2 separate regions of the Sus scrofa genome follow, and region 1 is linked to region 2. Evidence: chromatin contacts called from public HiChIP or PLAC-seq data. All regions are on one chromosome and are shown on one strand. The core of a region is the stretch at or near the end of the contact, and the rest is flanking DNA. Distances in the headings are between cores, read along the strand shown.

Region 1 (7,047 bases), core at 3,333-5,832, 580 kb before region 2:
CAATTACAAACCGATTAAGTTCAGAGGTACATTTTCCAAGATAGACCGAGATGTGAATTTGGGTATTTGAAATTTGAATAAACTCCTGGGAATCTTACGGTTCTATTTTGGTCTAGTGAAGAAAAAGAAGAAAGTCCTTGAACTTCTGATTTCTACATTTAAAAATGGGAAGTGTAAAAATTTGACAAAAGTAAGCTACTAGCCTAATACAGCTTTTTATTTTGAAGAGAGGAATATTCCAAGAAAATGTTCAACATTTTGGTAAATTTACTTTATAATAGGTAATATTAGTCAAATATGTCATATCACATTAAGTTTAGAGTCCATCCATTGGCTGAAATCCACTGTAGTTTTGTTCATTTGTTCGACAAATATTTATTAAATGCCTCTTTTGTGCCAAGCACTGTTTTAGACCCTTGGATAGAAAGTAGAACAAAGAAGGTTGTGTCTCATGGAACTTAATTAATAGATTGTACTTCATTGGCACTTGTTCTACTAATATAACGAATTGTTAATTTATTTTTTAAATTTAATTTTACCAGACCATAGTTGTCTTAGTTTCAGGGGTACAGCAAAGTGAATCAGTTATACGTATACGTATATCCATTCTTTTTTCTCCCCATATAGGTTATTTCAAACTTTGGTGTAGATTTTCCCTTGCTATACAGTAGATTCTAGTGAATCATCTATTTCATACAATAATGTACATATATATTTTTCAACAAGCACATGAAAAAATGCTCAACATCACTAATTATTAGAGAAAGGCAAATCAAAGCTACTATGAGATACCACTTCAATCAGAATGGCCATCATCAGTAAGTCCACAAATAAATGCTGGAAGAGGTTTGGAGAAAAGGGAACCCTCCTACATTGTTGGTGGGAATGTAAATTGGTGCAGCCACTCTGGAGGTCAGTATGGAGTTTCCTTTATTTGTTTATTTATTTATTTTTCATTTTTTAAAATTGTAATCAAATGTCTTTTCTCCAATATATTTTTTTTCTACTGTACAGCATGGTGACTCAGTTACACACACATGTATACATTCTTTTTTCACACATTAGAGTTTCCTTTAAAAACTAAATATAGAACTACCATGTGATTCAGCAATCCTACTTCTGGGCATATACCTGAAGAAAACTGTAATTTGAAAAAATACACGGTTCCAATGTTCATTGCAGCACTATTTACAATAGTCAAGACATGGAAGCAACTTAAATGTCCATTGAGAGAGGAATGGATAAAAAGATGCATATATATATATATATATATATATACATATATATATAATAGAATATTATTTAGCTATAAAAATGAATGAAATAATGCCATTTGCAGCAACATGGATGTGCCCAGGGATTATCATACTGAGAGATTATCATACTGAAAGATATCATATGATATCACTTAGATGTGGAATCTAATGAAATTTGTAGAAAAGAACTTATTTATAAGACAAACTCACAGATTTCAAAACCAATCCAATGGATACCATAGGTGAAAGCACTGGGGGGGGGGGGAATTGTGAGGGTGGAAATAAAATACACACATTACTGTATGAAATAGATGATTCACTAGAATCTACTGTATAGCAAGGGAAAATCTACTCAAAAGTTTGAAATAACCTATATGGGGAAAAAAAGAATGGATATATGTATACGTATAACTGATTCACTTTGCTGTACCCCTGAAACTAAGACAGCTATGCTCTGGTAGAATTAAATGTTCATTGCAGCACAAAGTGTGATAAGGTGATTTTAGAAGTAATAGTATTGTTTGGCAGGGGGATCCAGATAAAGAGAACTATGTAAAAATTTTACTATGTGAAAAAGTTTCCCAGTTTATTTTAATCATTTGACAGATTTTTTTCTGACCTGGGATCATTCTCTGGCGTTCAGTGATGGTTTGTAATCTAGGGTTTCAGCCCAGCTGTACATCCGAAAGCAAAAACAATGAAGTATATTGATGGCAGTTCCTAGTTCTTTTACAGCTGCTACTTAAGGTCCGAGGTTGTTCATATTAAAAGGTAGTAACCAAATGGCATTTACTGTATTTAAGTCCTGTACTAAAGAATCACATATGGGTAGCATATACAATGGTAATTGCCTAGCTGAAGCTGAAGTTAAAAGAGTTATGTGACTTGCTTAAGGTCACCCAGCATGATGATGGCAGAGGAAGGTCCCAAACTCTGATCTCCTGGGTGTTCTTTCCACTGGAGATACTTAGTGCTTTGGCCTCCCTTGTGTAGCATTTAATGTTAAGTAGTGTTTTACACTCCTGGTAACCTTGTTTTTGCTTGTTGTTACTCTGTTTGCTTTTATTTTTTTTTCTTTTGGTCTTTTGAGAGTTACACCTGTGACATATGGAGGTTCCCAAACTAGGGGTCGAATTGGAGCTGCAGCTGCTGGCCTACACCACAGTCACAGCAACTTGGGATTTGAGCCATGTCTGCAACCTATACCACAGCTCATGGCAACGCTGAATCCTTAACCCACTGAGCAAAGCCAGGGATCAAATCTGCGTCCTCATGGATGCTAGTCAGATTCATTTCTGCTGAGCCATGAAGGGAACTCCATTATTATTATTATTATTTGTCTTTTTGCCATTTCTTGGGCCACTCCTGCAGCATATGGAGGTTCCCAGGCTAGGGGTCGAATCGGAGCTATAGCTGCCGGCCTACACCAGAGACACAGCAACACAGGATCCGAGCCGCGTCTGCAACCTACACCACAGCTCACGGCAACGCCGGATCCTTAACCCACTGAGCAAGGACAGGGATTGAACCCGCAACCTCATGGTTCCTAGTTGGACTCATTAATCACTGCACCACAATAGGAACTCCCATTATTATTTTTTGAGTATGTAGACATATTAGACTGCTCATTGGAGTATATATTAAATAACAACACTGATATTGCATCAACAAAATTTAGACTGTGGTAAACTCTGTAGGACACAAGACTAGTTTTTTCAGTGAAGAGTTTCAAGAGAAAAAAAAGTGGGAGTTAGTACTTCTAGAGAAGAAGAGGCAAGAGAGAGATCAACCAAATACATTATATTCTGGAACTTGTTTGGGTCCTGATTTGAACAAACTAACTGAAAAAAATTTTTAGACAATCAAGGAAATTTGAGCATGACAACTTAATTATATTAAGGAATTGCTGTTAACTTTTAAGATGCAATAGCTCACTTGTGGTTAAGTATCTGACGTTTTAAGATTGTTTAAAAAAAGTCTCTCTTTTTAGAGGTACATATTGAAAGAGAATAATCAATATATAAGGGATTTCCTTCAAATCATGGCTCCTCTGCACCAGATGAAGATGATTGGTTTTAAGCTGATAATTGTTGGAGCTGTGTTGTGGGTACCTACAGGTTCATTACATTATTCTATCTACTTTCGAGTCTGATATTTTCCTCAAAAGAATGTATCATTCAACAATGAACCCAAAGTAGATCATTATTTTGATTTTATATGGCATAATGTGTTATTTCACTCAGGGAGGCCTCTGAAGGGTCCTGAAAAGGATTTAGATTCTTCCACTTTTTTTTTTTTTCTTTTTAGGGCAGCACAGCATATAGAAGTTCTCAGGCTAGGGTCCAAGTGGAGCTGTAGTCGCCAGCCTATGCCACAGGTCACAGCAACGCTGGATGCTTACCCCGCTGAGCCAGGCCAGGGAAGGAACCCGCATTCTCGTGGATACTAGGTGGGGTAGTTTCCACTGAGTCACAAGGCGAGTGAACTCCTCTTTTTTTGGGTCTCCCAGCATGAAGTTCCCTGGCTTGGGACTGAACCCCCAGCCACAGCCTTGCGTCCTTAACGGCTGGGCCACCAGGGAATGCCCTGAAAGGGTCTTAGAAGTAATCTAGTATGGTCTCCAGCTCCCTGCACAAAGCAGAGGTGGAGGTGGGGAAGGAGAAATTGTACTCTCTTCCTCTTCCCTCCCACCTATCTCGTCCAAGATCCAATTTCAAACTAGGTGACCTCCAAAAGATTTTTAATCTTCTCTAAAATAATGCCTGAAGTTTTAGGGGGAGAAGGGTGGAAAAGGGAAAATGTCGGTTGTCAGCCTTGTTTAATTTCTGGTCTTGATTTTGCTAATTAGTTACTTTGTGGTCCGGGGTTAGAAAACCCTATACCTTTAATTTCACTGCCCACGTGACAATGTTTTTGTTTTAGGGTAATTTCTAAAGCACAGGAAATTCTCAGAGAGCTTACGTCACTGCCAACGTTACAGTAATTACCGTATTGACGCTACTTGTTTATAAGGCGTGGAAACTTGAGCTGCAGCGCGAGGACAATTTAGCAATTTCAGAGTTCAGATGTAAATTATTATTGCTCTGTAACTTAACTTCTAAGCAGTGTTGATACTTGGGACCTGAACAGACCTAATTGTTGTTTTTGTTTGTTTGTTTGTTTTTCCTTTAATGACTACTGATACAATTTCCAGGTTGTTTAGGGCATAAAGCAGAGAATACAGCGCATTCACGTTCCTCCCAGGGGAACTTCAGGAAGTGTTTACTGCAGTAGTGCGCCTGCGCAGTTGTTCTCCACCAAATCGCCCGCTTTCCCCCATCCGGCTAGCAGGGGGCGCTGTGAGGTAATGGCTAGTCTTCTCCCGAGACCTCTGGAACGTAGCGTAAAAGGCCAGGAAGGGAAGCCGGCTAAGGGGCGTTCTATCTTCGACTGCCCTGGTCTCTATCACCCTTTGTCCTCCAGCCTCCCCTGCGCGCAGGGCCTGCGGGCCTGGTTGCTAGGCGGAAGCGGGGCGCGGTGGCGGCCGCGGCGGCTGCCCGGGCGTTTGAAAAGCGGCTACGCGGGCGGCAAAAGGTGCTCAGGCGGCGGGCTCCCCTCTCCCTGCAGACTGGCCCAGCCGGCTGCTGAGTGGCTTTTGTCTTCTGTCGGGGCCCGGTTGCGGGTGGACTGTCAGCCTGGGGACGGGAAGCCGGGCGCGCTACAAGCGGGCCGCAGAGCTGGGTCCGGGCGTCTGGGGCCACGGGCGGGCGACGGAAGCCTCACCCAGAGCCCTGCCGTGGGTGGCGGGCTACCTGCAGCTCACCCGGGCCCCTCTTCCTCCCAGCAGACCCCGCCTGTGGGCCGCCGACCGCGACCATGGTCTCCAAGTCCGACCAACTGCTCATCGTCGTGTCCATCCTCGAAGGTGAGTGGCCCGGCACCTGCTTTTGCAACTGCTGCTTCCAGAATTTTAACAGAGTAGTGCGGGGCCGAGGCTTTGTTAACCTTAGGAACCCTGGCTTGTGCGGCCCCCAGAGACTTGTTCAGAGTTGTACGTAGTGAGGTCCGTTAGGCAATTGATTTAAAAATCCCTCAAGGGAATATGAGCGCTGTTAGAGATCGGTGATATATAGCGTGACTAGCCATAGACCCCAGAGGATCTTGGCAAAACGATTTGCATCAGAAGCAGCGTGTATGTGACTTTGATATTATGAGCTGAAAGTGTGCTTGGAAAGCACGATCTGTTCAGCGACTTCCCGGTAATACCATTGGTGAAAATTTTGCTTTCACTCTAGTACAAGTTTCTCTTTACAAGTCGATGGGGGCCTTAGAAGACAGTTGTCAGGAGGGTCTGTTACACTTGCATGCCTTAAAGTTTGATTTGTCGAAGGAGTGACATTTGTTTATTAGGCATCTCACTGACTGTGAGGCAGTGCGCTGAGCCTGTAAACCAGTCCTGGTTCTAAAAGCTAAAGGTGTAGCATGAAGAGCAACAAATCATTCAAATAATGCATCAGGGTGTGGGTATGGTCTCTTTTGCCTGGGCAAGCTGGGAAAGGTTTCCTAGAGGAGATGGAGTTTATTCGGGTCCTAAAAGATGATTAGGAATTCGTCAAGTGGAAAAAGGAAGGAAGGGCATTCCAGGCAAAAGGAAGAGCCGGTGGCATTTAAGGTGTAGTAAAGCAAGGCTTGCTTCTGTTTGCTTTAATTCAGTGAGGTTGAGAGCAGGATGCAGCAAAATGGAGAGAGTCGATAGGTAAATTGAGGGTGAGTTATGAATAACAGGACAAGAAGGAGTCATCTTGAGTAGTGAGATAGAGGAATGGCTGGGGATTGTCATGGTGGTGTCCCCCCCAAAAAAAAGGTATGGGGAGGGCCTAGGAGTATGGGTGTGGGGGGAGGTTGAGAGGGAAGAAAACACTGGAAACCTAATTTTCGAGTTGTGGAACAGGAGACTGACCAGAAGTCATAGTGTTGGGACAGTTTTAACTGTGAGGTTGCTGACTTTTAAAGACATAGGCCTGAAATTCTACTCTACTTTAGTGAACAAAAAGCTTTTGAACTTGGAACCGTGCTGCATGCTCTGAGATAACAGAAATGTAAGGCACTCACTGTCCCTTCAAGGTTGTAGGGTTCTGGCTCCTTGGGGAGACCAAAGTAATGCACAGGAGCTAATATGTTGGGATGTGATATAAGTTAAATAAAGCTCAAGGATCCAGGCTGTAAATGGAAGTTTTGGAGGTGGCTGAGGATGATGGCTGAAGTGCCTTGAGTGATACCTGAGCTTGAGGTAAACGAGGATAGAGGAAGGTCATCCCAGGTGATTCAACAGCCCGGGCCACTGTGGGAGTGAGCAGGGTGGGTAGCACAGTGAAGAGGTCAGCAAGATGACCAGAACGGAGGAAGGAGGCTATTAGGAATACTGTGGTAAGAAATACGCTTGTATAGACAGGGTGCATAGGCCTTGGAGGATCTTGAAAACTGTGGTGTTTAGATTTAATGTTCTGAAAAATAGGGAGGCGGGATACATTCTTAAGTAGGAGAATAGTTTTTGCACGTTTAGTTTAATAGCAGTGTGCAGGGAGGAGAACCTGGCGTTGGGAAGGTCAGTTAGGTGTTGCTACAAACATGTCTAAAACTGGCGTGCGGTCCTCCCTCCAAACTGTTCCTCCTCTTGTGTTTGTATTTCTCTTCGTTATAACCACACTGTTGCCTCAAGCCAAGAACCAGGGAGTCATCTTCTTCCTGGGTTCCTGCTCCATCTCCCACTTGCGCCTGTCACCAAGTATTGATTTTATTTTTAAAATAATAG
Region 2 (7,372 bases), core at 3,039-5,538:
GAACCTGGGTCCTTGGAAACGAATCTGACTAGTATCCATGACTAGTCAGATTCGTTTCCTCTAAGCCCCAACGGAACACTTGGGTTTTTTTGGCTTTTGTTTTTTAATGAAATGTTATTCAATGCTAACTTCCCAGCACCTAAAACAGAGACACAGCAGATACTCTATACGGTCTTTTGGAGCAGGTGATCCTAGTAGTCTCCGATAAAAGTTAATTATCTTCCCTAGTAAGCACGTAGAGAGATCAAAACTACTGATTTTCTTCTATTAGCGGAGCTATGTTTTAATCCAAAGTTTTTGTACCTTTTTTTTTTTTTTTTTTTTTTTTTTATAACCTGCGGCATATGGAGGTTCCCAGGCTAGGGGTCTAATCGGAGCTGTAGCCGCCAGCCTAGGCCACAGCCACGTCAGATCCGAGCCATGTCTGTGACCTACACCACAGCTCACAGCAATGCCAGATCCTTAACCCACTGAGCAAGGCCAGGGATCAAACCCACAACCTCATGGTTCCTAACGGATCATTAACCACTGAGCCACCACAGGAACTCCTGTGTTTCTTTTAATAACTTCCATTTTGGCCAGCCATGTGCCAGCTTCCAGGTTGTGAATCAAACTGATTTGGAAGGAGCCCCTTCTTGGTAAGCCGGGTTGTTAGGAGAGGGTTATGTGATGAGACTCTGAGAGCTTTTTAAAAAGTTTACTTTTTAAAAAAACACTAATTCATTTAGGTGGGTAAACCCTTTGTTAAGCTATCTCCTGCAAGTGACTTTTTTTTCCTTTCTGAAGAGAACACTTTGTACCCTTGGCACAATAATTTTGTAACCGTACAGAAGTTCATTCATTCAGCAAATATTTGCTGTATAATTACAAAGGGAAAAAAAAAAAAAAAAAAAAAAAAAAAAAACACTGAGATCACCTTCATCTAAAGATCAAGGCCCCTAACAAGCCGCCTTTTCATCTCCAGATCCTAAAAGAAGGCCCTCAAGCTGGCAGAGTCCTTCATGACTGTTGATGCTGATGGGAAAGGGGAGACACCTGAAAGAATGAAAGACCACCAAGGATTCAGGCCTGAGGAAAAAGCCTTAAAGAGGTTCAAATTTAAGTTCATTCCTCTCTACTCCCTCCCCCCCCTTTTTTCTGATGGAGAAAAAGATAGCGTTATTGCTTTGCCAGGCAAAGGAAGCCACAGCAGCTAAGGCCTTGAAGACTGTGTCCCCTCTACCCCCTTTTCTTTAAAGGAAGATACAGCATATATAACCAAATACCTAGTTCATTTATTTATGTAAATAATGGCCTCGGAGCTCAGTTTTTCCTTGGTTGAAGTTTTCCCACCAAGGGAAGGCACTTTGAGTACTTACTTTACATACTTGGACCCAGGAGCCTACTTAGTTCTAGAAACCCACTTACTCCTCGGATTTTTTTTTTTTCAATCACTACTCTTAACTCTAAAAATTCCTTTGAGAGGCGGATTTAATCCATGCTATGAAAACACAAGTTTCCAAATAAGCTGTCACCAAAACCCAATAATTTTTAGGGATGAGAAGGGTTAAAATACTTTTACGCCAAACTAATGTAACTGGAGTTTAGCAAGTGAGTGAATTAAAAGTGAAGAAAATAAACTATCCTTTAGGACGTCCCATGCGATCTTCTCCAAAACATACATGTTCTTTAAATGGAAATAAATTTTTCCAAGGTCTACCCAGGCTGAGGCATTTCTCCCCATAGCAATGATAAAAATGTCTAGATAAGGATGTCTAAGTTCATTGGGAAATCAACTTCAGTACAGTTCATTATTAAATTTATTACCCAAAGGTCCCAGGCCCTGGTCTCTGCCCTCCGGGACTCTATTCTTGAGAAAAGGGGCCCTGTTTCTCATTTCCTGCCAAACTTCAGTTCTAGGTATGGAACAGGTGCTCAGGGAGTACGTGATTTTACCATTTCAGGGCACTACAGAACCAGGAAAAAAGAAACAACCAAACAAATAAAACTTTGGAAATCATCTAAATGCAACACATGTGTTCACTTTGGCTAATAAATTCACAAATGAATAATTTATTCAATGCGCATATTTTCCATCTGAATGAATCCTACAGAACTTGGAACGTAACATCAAACCACCGCGACGCCACTTCTGTCTGGACAGAGGGGGCAGCTATGCCAGAAACGAGCGCAGCCCATCCCGGGCTCCAGAGGGCAAGCGCCGGGGAGAGTGCCTAGCACCTCGTCCAAGGACTCGACTCCCGGCGATCCTGCTGGGAGGCCGGGAGCGGGGTTGGGAGGGGGAAGCGACCAAACCCCGGCACCCAGCGCCAGGGAGGAGGGCGCCCGTTTCCTTGACAACCACTCCTGGGCGCAGCCATACCAAAGGACCGGGGGAGGGGAAGGGAAAGGAAGGGAGCGAGGGAACCCCCCACCCCACCCCGCGCAGGGGCAGCGGCGGCGGCCGAAGGCACCTCGGAGGCTCAGCAGCTGCAGGCCCGGCTCGCGGGGCCCTCTCCGGCCTCAGCCGGCGCCTACCGTGTATCCCCGCTCCAGGTCACTCTCCTCGTAGCGAAAGGACGGGATGTAGACCTCCATGGCCGCGCCAGCTAGCCCGGGAGGGCGAGCAGGGGGCGGGCTCACGGCGGCGGCCGCGGCCGCGACTCCGCCCCCGGCCCGGCCGCCCCGCCTCCCTTCCCGAGCCCCACGGAGCTGGAGGCTACGTGGCTCCGACCCGGATCCTCTGCGGACCCCGCCGCTCGCAGCGCTCTAGGAGGGCCCCGCCTGGAGCCCAGTGTGGGGAACCGAGGGCGTAGGGCTCTGGACGTCTGGATTCCGGGCCCAAAGCGCGGCGATCAGCAGTGCCCAGAGGAGGCGGGGCCTGGAAACCTGTGAGTCTGCAAAAAAGGGGTGTGCGCTCCACTGCGGTCGGGCGCCAGGGACAGGGCCGCACCCCGGCGCTCCCTGCCCTTGAGGCTCCAGTGTGCACTGGATTTGCAGTTTGCCAGACACCACCCTGAACAGACTGCAAGACGCCAAGGAGTAGAAGAGCTTCTTGATTTTGTTTTGGTTAAATTTTCCTTTTAGCCCTCGGCTGCCATGAAGAGCCGTGAACCCTGCACGACTTTTACGAAGACTTTTCTGTTTCCCTTCGATTCCAGGGTCAGTGCCTTGCTTTGCTTCGCTGTCGAACCTGGGAATCATGCTCTAATGCATAGCCCGAAGGTCGGCGGCTCACTGAGATAAACAGTCCGGTTTCTTGCTTCAGTTCTAAAATGCTGCGTCTAAGTAACTACACAGATCTTTTTACCTGTAAGAGAAAAGAGAAGGGGGAGGGGAAGATGAGGGCTGAGATTTGCCCCTCGGGCTTTGAGCTACAGATTACTGATCAAGCTTTTATTATACTTTTTATACAATAGCACAAACGATAACAGCCTACTACTAGTAGCCTGACATATATATTTTTATCTGGCATGGCTCACCTATTTACCCATTAGAGTTAAAAGTTAGAAATGTATCAGTCCAAAAAAATCTGACAGGTGGTCCAAATGAATCCTCCCCCCCCCTTTTTTTTTTTTTGCTGTATTTTACTAACTGTGTATAATTTAATTTTGCTTTGCTGAAAATATATGCAAGCCCTCAATATGCGGGTATGTTCTTGAGGGTCTTGCAGTTCAGCTATAATTGTTATAATTTTGGTTATTTCAGATGGCATAATTAAAGCTCAGAGAGGATAAATAGCTATGAAATTACAGGCTAATAATTAGAAGAGCTAAATTTCTAATCACGTTCTGTGGGCAACCACTATAAAGGAAAGAAGAATGGCACTGCAGTGAGAGAACATGGCAAATGTATTATCCCGATGCTCTTACATATCTTTTAGTATGACTCTACAATCTGTGACAGGTCAGCTGTCTTCTCAGAACATTAAGAAAAATACATGACAAATACATACATAAGAAGTTGAGGAGTTCCCACTGTGGTGTGACATTATGAGTGGAGTCTCTGCAGTGCCAGGACACAGGTTCCATCCCCAGCCCAGCACAGTGGATTAAAGGATCCAGTGTTTGCTACAGCTGCAGCATTGGTCACGACTGTGGCTTGGATCTGATCCCTGGCCCAGGAACTCCCTATGCTGTGGGGTGGCCAAAAAAGAAAAAGAAGAAGAAGAAGTTGAGAGGGAAGATTGCTGCCATGTCCTGCCCTGATGTCTGCCCCACATGATGAGCTGTCATACCAGGACCTTGCTTCAGACATGTAAATGTCCCCATCCATCAGACACCACTGTCTCTGTCGCTGACTCTGGGCTCTTTCTTCATTTTTTTTTTTTTTTTTTTTTTTTTTTTTTGCCTTTTTGCTATTTCTTTGGGCCGCTCCCGCGGCATATGGAGGTTCCCAGGCTAGGCGTCGAATAGGAGCTGTAGCCGCCGGCCTACGCCAGAGCCACAGCAACACGGGATCCGAGCCGCGTCTTCGGCCTACACCACAGCTCACGGCAACGCCGGATCGTTAACCCACTGAGCAAGGGCAGGGACCGAACCCGCAACCTCATAGTTCCTAGTCGGATTCGTTAACCACTGCGCCACGACGGGAACTCCTCTTTCTTCATTCTTAAAGCTGGGCAAGTAGAGTCTTTTCAGGCCTGTGGGGTTCAGCCCAACAACCACCAAAGAATAAGCCTAAAAAAATTGTCACTTCCCTTTAAAGAAGTGTCTCAGAGTAAACAAGAAAAGAAGGAATTCAGCTGAGGGTGGATGTGCTGCAGACCAAATTGAGTTCAGATCTGCTCAGTTTGTCTACTTACTCTCCAAGGACAAGCAGCATCTGAGGAGAAAGTCAGAGCCTAAGCCAGATCCCACAGATGACACTCTCCTCTCACTTCCCGCCCACTAACATTCCATGGACTGATGAGGCAAGGAGACAAGATGGCAGAGTAGAAAGGCTTGAGCTCACCTTCGATCATGAAAACACTAAACTCACAACTAACTGCTGAACAACCATCAACAAAGAAGACTGGAACCTACCAAAAAAAAGATACTCTACACCCAAGGACAAAGAAGAAGCTAAAATGAGATGGTAGGAGGAGTGATTTTGCAGTATAATCACATCCCATACCCACTGGTGGTTGACTCATAAACTGGAAAATAATTGTATTACAGAGATCCTCGCACAGGAGTAAGAGTTCCGAGCCCCATGTCAGGCTCCCCAGCCTGGGGGTTTGGTATAGGGAGGAGGAGCCCCTAGAGCATTTGGCTTTGAAGGGCACCACAGGGCCCGGGGAAACAGAGACACCACTCTTGGAGGGTGCACACAAGGTTTCTCCTGTGCTGGGCCCCAGGGCAGAGCAGTGACTCCGTAGGAATCTGGACAGACCTACCTGTGGGTCTTGGAATGTCCCCTAAGGAGGCAAAGGTTGGCTATGGCTCACTCTGGGGGCAGGACACTAGTTGCAGAGGCCCCAGGGAATAATCATTGAGGTGAACTCCCCCAGAGGTCACCATTTTGGAAATGAGACCTGGCTTTATCCAACAGCCTACAGGCTCCAGTTTTGGGAAGCCTCAGGTCAAACAACCAATGAAGTGGGAATAGAGCCATATCAGCTGACAGATTGCCTAAGGTCATCCTGAGCCCAGAGCCACCTCTAAACACACCCCTTGACACAGCCTTTGCTCACTAGAGAGATGCCTAAGGTCATCCTGAGCCCAGAGCCACCTCTAAACACACCCCTTGACACAGCCTTTGCTCACTAGAGAGACAGGACCCAGCTCCACCCACCAGTGGGCAGGCATCAGTCTCTCCCACCAGGAAGCCTACACAAGCCCCTGGAGCAACCTCACCCACCAGGGAGCAGACAGCAGAAGCAAGACAGACTACAGCCTGTGGAATAGAGACCACAAACATGAAAAGTCAGATGAAATGAAATGGCAGAGAAATAATGTTCCAGACAAAGGAGCAAGATAAAACCCCAGAAGAACAACGAAGTAGATCTAGGCAATCTGCCTGAAAAAGAATTTAGAAGTTGAACAGTTAGCATCTATTAATAAAGGCAAAACAATTATGTAAGGAAAATAACAAAATTCTTCTGAAAACTGGATATAAAATTCCTACAATAAAAATATCACATTTACCTAGTATTTTATAGAAATATAGTTCAGCAAATTTAATGATAAACTGCTTTAAATATCAACTTAGCAACTTCTATTAGAAATCTTTTTTTTTTTTTTGTCTTTTTAGGGCTGCACCCTCAGCATATGGAGGTTCCCAGGCTAGGGGTGGAGTTGGAGCTGTAGCTGCCAGCCTATGCCACAGCCACAGCAATGCCAGATCCCTAACCCATTGAGCGAGGCCAGGGATTGAACCTGTGTCCTCATGGATGCTAGTCAGATTTGTTTCCTCTGAGCCATGACAGAACTCCCTATATTAGAAGTCTTGATGAAAATCTATCTAGAATATATTACATATTCAGCATAGAGTTATAAGACTAATCTGTCACAACCAAACAATATTTATACCTGGAATGTAAAGATAGTTAAAGATTAAGAAATCTGGTGATGTATTTCTAAACATTGTGGGATTAGAAGAGAACCAAAATAAATTAGTATGCCACTAAATTCTGAAACAACCTTAATAAATCACTACAACTCTTCCTAATAATTCTTACCAGGCTAGAAATCGCAAGAAACAGCTTGAATTTGATAAAGGTTACTACAACCCTACAGAAAATATCCTATTTAACATCATGTGAGGAAGCATAAAAATAGTTTCAGTAACTTTATCATAATTATTGTTAGGCCCTATCCAGTGCAATAAGACAAGTAAAATAAATATGACATACAGATAATGGATAGGAAGATATAAAACTAAGGTTATTTTTGGATGAAATTATCTACATAGAACAGAATCAACTAAAAAATTATTAGAACTAATAATAGAGTTTCATAAGTTGCCAAATATTAAATCATCATATACAAATCAATAGATTTCATATATAATACCTTGCTTACACACCAACATTAACCTAATAGAAATACCAGGAGCTCCTGGTGTTGCTCAGTGGGTTTAAATCTGACTAGGATCTATGAGGATGCAGGTTCAATCCCTGGCCTTGCTCAGTGGGTTAAAAATCTGGTGTTGCCATGAACTATAGTATAGGTTGCAGGCGCAGCTCAGATCTGGCTTTGCTGAGGCTGTGGTGTATGCTGGCAGCTACAGCTCCAATTCAACCCCTAGACCAGGAACTTCCATATGCCTCAGGTGAGGCCCTAAAGAGAAAAAAAAAAAAAAAAAAAAAAAAGCAGACTATTAGAAAATAACATAGGGAAAATCAACATATTTCATTAATAATAGTATGTAAACTTAATAAGTATGCAAGACCCATATGAAGAAAACTAAA

Evidence for each region. HiChIP or PLAC-seq counts read pairs in DNA pulled down with a chosen protein or histone mark.
Region 1: a contact with region 2 is called in an H3K27ac HiChIP or PLAC-seq map of alveolar macrophages. The contact joins the promoter of CEP120 here to the promoter of SNX24 in region 2. A contact is called at or near these places in 1 of 47 Hi-C or Micro-C datasets (liver) and 1 of 2 datasets of contacts at active chromatin or transcription factors (alveolar macrophages).

The regions. Positions count from the first base shown.
Region 1 is chr2:126,927,652-126,934,698 of Sscrofa11.1, reverse strand. It overlaps CEP120 (centrosomal protein of 120 kDa), which reads left to right and starts at 4,582. Exons shown (of 21, transcript XR_002341873.1): 1 at 4,582-4,829; 2 at 5,083-5,160.
Region 2 is chr2:126,345,196-126,352,567 of Sscrofa11.1, reverse strand. SNX24 (sorting nexin-24) reads right to left here and starts at 4,288. Exons shown (of 7, transcript XM_005652942.3): 1 at 2,518-4,288. The coding sequence starts at 2,577.